Regions from separate parts of the Sus scrofa genome. Here region 2 is linked to region 1. A link is a contact called in public HiChIP or PLAC-seq data. All regions are on one chromosome and are shown on one strand. Each heading gives the region's core, a stretch centred on a gene start, on an enhancer-like site or on the middle of the called end of the contact. The rest is flanking DNA. Distances are from core to core; before and after follow the strand shown.

Evidence for each region. HiChIP or PLAC-seq counts read pairs in DNA pulled down with a chosen protein or histone mark.
Region 2: an H3K27ac HiChIP or PLAC-seq map of alveolar macrophages shows a contact between it and region 1. The contact joins the promoter of BRD2 here to the promoter of PBX2 in region 1. A contact is called at or near these places in 1 of 5 promoter capture datasets (liver), 1 of 47 Hi-C or Micro-C datasets (embryonic fibroblasts) and 1 of 2 datasets of contacts at active chromatin or transcription factors (alveolar macrophages).

The regions. Positions count from the first base shown.
Region 1 is chr7:24,225,474-24,228,659 of Sscrofa11.1, reverse strand. It overlaps PBX2 (PBX homeobox 2), which reads left to right and starts at 1,720. Exons shown (of 10, transcript NM_001123157.1): 1 at 1,720-2,207; 2 at 3,145-3,186. The coding sequence starts at 1,987. It overlaps GPSM3 (G protein signaling modulator 3), which reads left to right. Exons shown (of 4, transcript NM_001123119.1): 3 at 1-67; 4 at 294-1,087. The coding sequence ends at 431.
Region 2 is chr7:25,148,943-25,152,128 of Sscrofa11.1, reverse strand. BRD2 (bromodomain containing 2) reads right to left here and starts at 1,471. Exons shown (of 13, transcript NM_001123085.1): 1 at 1,088-1,471.

The sequences.
Region 1 (3,186 bases), core at 471-2,970:
AGGCCGAGTCCCACCCCGGCCTCTTGAGGACAGAGAACAGCTCTACAGCACTATCCTCAGTCACCAGGTGAGTCACCCCACTGCCTGCCCCCCCAGGAGACAAGGCCCAGGCTTCTTGGTCTCTTGGTCCCTGTTCTCTTTGGGGCCCCACCCCTCCTTCTCCCCAGGCACCTGCCCTAGTCCCCCATCCCCATCACACATGTCCTATATGCCCCTCACACCAGCCTGGCTCCTTTCAAGGCCTGCTCCTCTTAGAACCTTACCAACAACCTTCCCTGCCTCTCCTCCTCCAGTGCCAGCGGATGGAAGCCCAGCGGTCAGAGCCTCCCCTACCCCCAGGGGGGCAGGAGCTCCTGGAGTTGCTGCTGAGAGTTCAGGGTGGAGGTCGAATGGAGGAGCAAAGGTCCCAGCCCCCCACACACACCTGCTAAGACTTGAGCTCCCACCAGCCCTTCTGCACTCCCGGGGTTCAAAGCTGGGCGGCCCACTGCAGGCCTTGAGCCCTGCCCCGCAGGGGCACCAGAGACTGGAAGAACCAGCAGAATTCTCAATATTCACTGCCCTCATCCACCTTTCCTGGGAACTAGAGGGGGTGAAAGTCCTCAAACCCTGGGAATTGTCAAGGTAGGATGGATATTTAACTCCCCCTGTGACCAAGTAGGTGGGAGCTTGAGGCCGGGAGAGGATCCTAGGTACAGAGGGACACCTCACCCTTTCCTCTGATCTCAGGGAGGGCCTGGAGTCTTGGTCCTGAGCTGTGGGGACACCCTCCCCCCATAGTCTGGCCACCAGGTGGGAGCTGAGGGCTCAGGCCTCCACCTCCCAAGGAGGCAAATCTCCGGAGGTTCTGACCTGAGAGACAGTTCCACCCTTCTTCCCAACAAGAAGGGAGGAGAGGGCACAGCAGAGACATTGACTCTTCTCCCACCCCCCCACCCCCCCACCCTGGCACATCGCCCCCCCAGCCCCAGAACTGAGGGGCCTACAGCCTGTGGATGGACATTGAGCCCTGCCCACCCTCCCTCCCCACTGCTGTTCTGAACTGTCTGATGTTTGGTTATGTGAATAAATATAATTCCCCTCTGGACTGAAGACTGGTGTCTGGGTGGCAGGGTGGAGGGTAGGAAGGTGAGGCCAGAGGCCGCCACTCTCTCCAGTCTGGCCAGAGGCCAGCTCCCCTCCCTGGCTGGTTAATTACTGGCTCATTAAGCAGCGGCTAGAGACCTTCCTAATTATCCCCCCCAGCCCCCCTCTCCTGGTTTTAATTAAGTAGAACAGGGAGGGGAGTCATTAGGAGAAGAAATATGAACTAAGCTGTCTGTGAACCCAGGCATTCCCGCGGCCGGAGTCCACATCAGCTAGAACCCGGATTCAGAACCCCGGCGGCAGGTGCCCCCAGCCCCCAACACGGCGCCCTCCCAAGCCACAGAGGTCCATCCCTGGGGCCTTCCCTTCTTTTCCCCAAGGGCCAGTCTCCTCCCCTCGTCCCCTCCTCCACTTGGTCTCAGTTCCTCTGTTTCTGTGTCTCTCTCCGCCCCCAGCTCCTCCCTGTTCCTCCTCTCTTCTCCCCTCCTCTTCCTCCCCAGCTCCCCTCCCCCAGCCTCCTCCTCCCTCCTCCCCCCTCCTCCCTCCTCCCTCCTCCCTCCCTCTCTCTCCCTCTCCTCTCTCCTCTCTCTCTCCCCTCCCTCTCTCTCTCTCTCTCTCTCTCTCTCTCTCTCTCTCTCACTCACACACCCCCGCTTGGGCCTCCTCTCTCTCTCCGGCTCCATTTTCTCCGCCGCCGGGGGCCGGGGTCTCCTGTGGGGGGCCCAGACGGTACCCCAGGTCTCCCTCCAGGGCCGGGGCGGACCCCCGGGAGAGCCGGGAGAGGGGGAGACGGGCGGGGGTTGGGGTGGAGGGAGCAGCGGCCCCGGCGAGTTTGGGGGGGAAGGAACCAGGCGGGGGGAGGGGCGGAGCAGGGAGGGGGCCTCAGGGCCCCCCCCAACTATGGACGAGCGGCTGCTGGGGCCGCCCCCTCCAGGCGGGGGCCGGGGGGGCCTGGGATTGGTGGGTGGGGAGCCTGGGGGCCCTGGCGAACCTCCCGGTGGCGGAGACCCCGGTGGGGGTAGCGGGGGGGTCCCGGGAGGCCGAGGGAAGCAAGACATCGGGGACATTCTGCAGCAGATAATGACCATCACCGACCAGAGCCTGGACGAGGCCCAGGCCAAGTGAGTGCCCCCAACCCGGGACCCCACACAGACCCAGCAGAATGCCCGTTCACAAGCTCTGAGCCTGCTGGGAGCCCCCCAACTCCAGGACCCTCCCCAGGATCCTTCAGCTCTCCCTTCCTTTCCTTTCTCGCGGGAGCCCAGAGATAACTGATCCCTCTCAAGCCTCCTTTCAGCCCCAGTCCCCGAAACCTTCAAAAGGGGGAACCCTAGGTGGCTCACCCCCCCAACTCTCACTGACCCCCCCCCACTCTCCCCTGGAACACCCTGCCATCTCCAGAGCTCCCTTCTGGCTCCCAGACTAAGATCTTCTCCCCTAAACTCTCCAGCCCACCGTCGGCCTGCGGGCCTCCACACCCCTGCCCAGAGCTCCTACCATTCCTCTCCAGCCCTGGCCCAGCCTCCAAGGGGCCGAGCTCACCCTCTGCCCCAGCTCAGCTGACACTGGAAGCATCAGAGCCTCCCGCCCTGCTCAGTCCCAGGACCCTTCTTCACACACCTCTATACCGAACTCCCCACTCTAGCTTAGCACCTCTGACCCCTCAAACTCCAACTCTTCTCCTCCCCAGCCTCCTCTCTTCCTCTGAAATGTACCTAGTCACCCTCATTTCTGCAGTCACCCCAGGTCGTCCTCTCAACCCTTCTGGATCCTCTCCCACGGTCCTCCGCCCGGCCATGGTGCCTTTCGCCGGCTGCACCTTCCCTCCACCCATCCAAAGCCAAGCCGCTTCCCCGAGTGTCCACACACTGGGAGCCGATCTCTTCCTATGAACCCCCCAACTCCGTTCTGCCCCGAACCCCACTTTCTCCCACCACAGATTTACCCATCTCCTCCCTTGTTCCCAGGCTCTCTCTCACCCTCCTGGGTGTGTCGCTTTGTGGTTGGTCTTTCCCACTCCCCCGTTCCTCTCAACTTTTCTCTCCCGTTCCTCCCAAGGAAACACGCCCTAAACTGCCACCGAATGAAGCCTGCTCTCTT
Region 2 (3,186 bases), core at 222-2,721, 920 kb before region 1:
AAAAATTTAGGAGGTCGAGAGAATACGGAGCCTTAGAAAGGGAAAGGGCAGCCAGACATTACTCTGGCTTATTTCCCTGCATTCCGGAAAATCACTGCTCTCCGCTCCCTTCCAATCCTCCCTTCCCCCACATGAGTCACAGGGGAGGCCACTGCTACTCAGTAATTTGGAAAAGTAACTCTTCCCTCCTTTCCGTTCCCTCCCCCGCAGTACACAAGGAGAGATCTGTTCAGGAATGGGGGAGGGGGTGAAAGAGGCAAAAGACGCCACCCTGGAGAAACCCGAAACCTTTGGAGCTGTGAAATCATTCCAGGTCCTGAGACTCGCTCTCTCCTGTCCCAAGCCACGATTTCCAACCCTTCTCAAGACCCACGTTGGTCCTGGTTTCTGCTCCCCAGGGGACCCCCGAGTTTTCAGCCAGCAAGCCCTCCCCAGTTTGGGGTAGACCCATGCTCAACTAAGACCCCACCAGGGCAACGAAGGCTCCGGAGGCCAGGTCCACGTGAATGCACACAAATTCGATAAAGGACTCGAAGCGTAACCTCCACCATGCCATGTGATGACTGCCATCTCCCTACCGCTGACACAAAGGAAGCACAGAAATGCTCCTTCCAGTCTATGGGGAGAAAGGGAGTGGGCGCCTGGGAACAATCTCAGTTCACAACCTGGGTTGTCAACTCTAAGTATTTACATCTACGGGTAGGAGCTAGTCACCACTCCCACTCCTCAGCCCACTAGGTCACCCCTCCCTCCGGCCACCAAAAGGATCCCTTCTCACCTGGCTCCAGGCTCCTGCACCCCCAAGGGACGAATGGAATGGGGGGAGGGGGAACACACCACCCCCACGCCCCTTTGCCCTCCAATTGGTATGGAGACAGAGGTTGGCCATTCCCCTCCCCCAACGAGGGCCCTCTCCTGCTCGCCCCCCTCCATGCTCCCATTGGCTGTAAACTGTTTGAAGGACAAATCTTCCCATCCTTAGGATTCTTCTCTGAACCCCAAGAAAATCATCCTCCCGGACTCCCCATCATTGGTTAGGCACTTAAATGACTGGCAACATCCCCGCCCCGCAAGGGCCCCTTCTCACCTCGATCCTGGAACCTTCCAGGGGGGCTCCAGTGTTCCCCTCGGCTTGGTGCGGGGGGAGGATGTAATCCGGGGTGTCACCCCCCCGGAAACCGAGGTTGTGTTGGGGGAGGGGGCGTTGCCCCCAGCCCCTCCCTTCCCGACCGAGCTGGGGGGTGGGGAGAGCATCGGGACCGCGCGGCCACGTCAGCTGCACCCAGATTGGCTGACCCAGGTCATGTGCCAGCCGCCCCCCCTCCCCCCGCCACGGGGGCCAGTTTTCCGAAGGTTCCTGAGGGTCGCGCCAAGGGGCCAAAGGAGCCTCAAGGCCCAGACCTTTCCTCACAGACCTAGAGTACTCTAATACCGCCGATTCTCCATATCCCCGGCTTCCTAGCTCGCTGTCGTCGACCCTGTCCCCCCCACTCGCCTCTCCGTACGGGTTCAGCATGGCTGCCGCAGCCCGGGAACCCACACAGCGCAGGCGCAAGGGTGCGACCGACTTGGGGGGGAAGGGAAAGTAGAGCCCGAGGCAGCGGGGGAGAGCAGTAGTGCGCAGGCGTCAGGGCGGGCGCCGCAGCTCCCGCGGCGGGGCTCAGTGCGCGCGCAGTGGGTGGGGCGGAAGCAGGCACCGCGCGCGGACCTCCCGCCTCAGCGGCCCCTCCTCCACTGCCGGCGGCCTCCTGGACTTGGTTCCTTTTCCACAGGTGTAAGGTGCAGCTTGGGACGCCCTGGCCGGAGTCCAGCGGAAACGCGCGCTGCCCAGCTGTTGTCAGTGGAGGAAAATGGGGCCTGGACCTGGAGTTTTAAGGGTTTGCAGGATGGGGTGTAGTGTGGTTCCACGTCGGGAGACGGAGTTTTATCACCACCCTCGTCATGCCTGCGGCGGGGAGATGAGGCGCGGGAGGTTGATGTGGGCATTTTGTTTGACCTGTTTGTCTTAGGCTACTTTATAACTTCTCATTTCCCCCGAATCTACGAAGACTTCGTTGAGACCTGCCAGTGCTTGGACTCCTCTGCCTTCTGCAAAACCTAACACTTTTACTTTTTTTCTGGACTTGCCTCCACCGTTTAAAACTTCTGCTTTTTCTAAGGCTTTACCCTTTGCTCGGTCTTGAAACCCATAAAAATCTGATCCAGTGATGGTTGCCAGCTAAAGCAGATCTTTTATTGTTCATAGGCAATACTCCCTCCCTTGATCCTCAGAATGTGGTTCAGATTTTTTACTTTTAATTCATAACGCCCACTCTCCACAAACGGAACATTACAGAAAGGCCAACTTGCAGAACTCTTGGCTTTCCGACTGGGACATGTCTGTGTTCCTTTACCATTGTACCAGAAGTCCCCTCCAGCTTAAGGAAATTTTTCTTTTTTGACCTGGTCACATTTAGGTATTAGTCTGAAGCTATCCTCCATTTTTCTCCCAATTGGCATTTTTAACTTCTTCCTTTTATGGGTTTCCCAGCCTAAAAACAAGGAAAGAAAGGAAATAACCTTATCGATATTGCATCCCCTTGTACACTCTTATTTACCTCTCAGCTCCCCTGCACAGTCACGACCTGAAACCATCCCCTTTGTACTCTTTTTTACCTCTCAGCTCTCCTGCACAGTTAAGACCTGAAACGGTCTTAATTTTCCTCTCTCAACCTCGTCCCCATTCTTCAGCTCGTTTCTTCTACTACTGAAGCTGTCCTAGCAAAGGTCACCAAAGACCTCCTAATTGGCAAATCAGGAAGCACCAGTTCTCATCTTATTTGACCTCTCTGAAGTATTTGACATTTGATCATGCTTCCTGAAATTCTCTACAGGCTTGATTTCTGTGACCAGTTTGTACTTATTTCTTTTCTTGCTTGTCCAACTTTTCCTCTGGTCTCTTTCGTGGACTCTTCTTTAGCCCCTGTGGATGTTTGCCAGAATTTTGCCTCACTTCTAGTTCTTTTCATCTTCCCTGTATAATCTCACTCATTGGGTCAAAGCTTCTCAAATCTTTTTCTTTAGACAACTCTCCAGAGCTGAACTCACCACTAAATTTTACTGCTTGGATAACCCTCAGGAGTTCAAAATTGATACAATATGTATACACTCTAGACCTGTTCCTTCTATATTATCCTAGTTGATGAC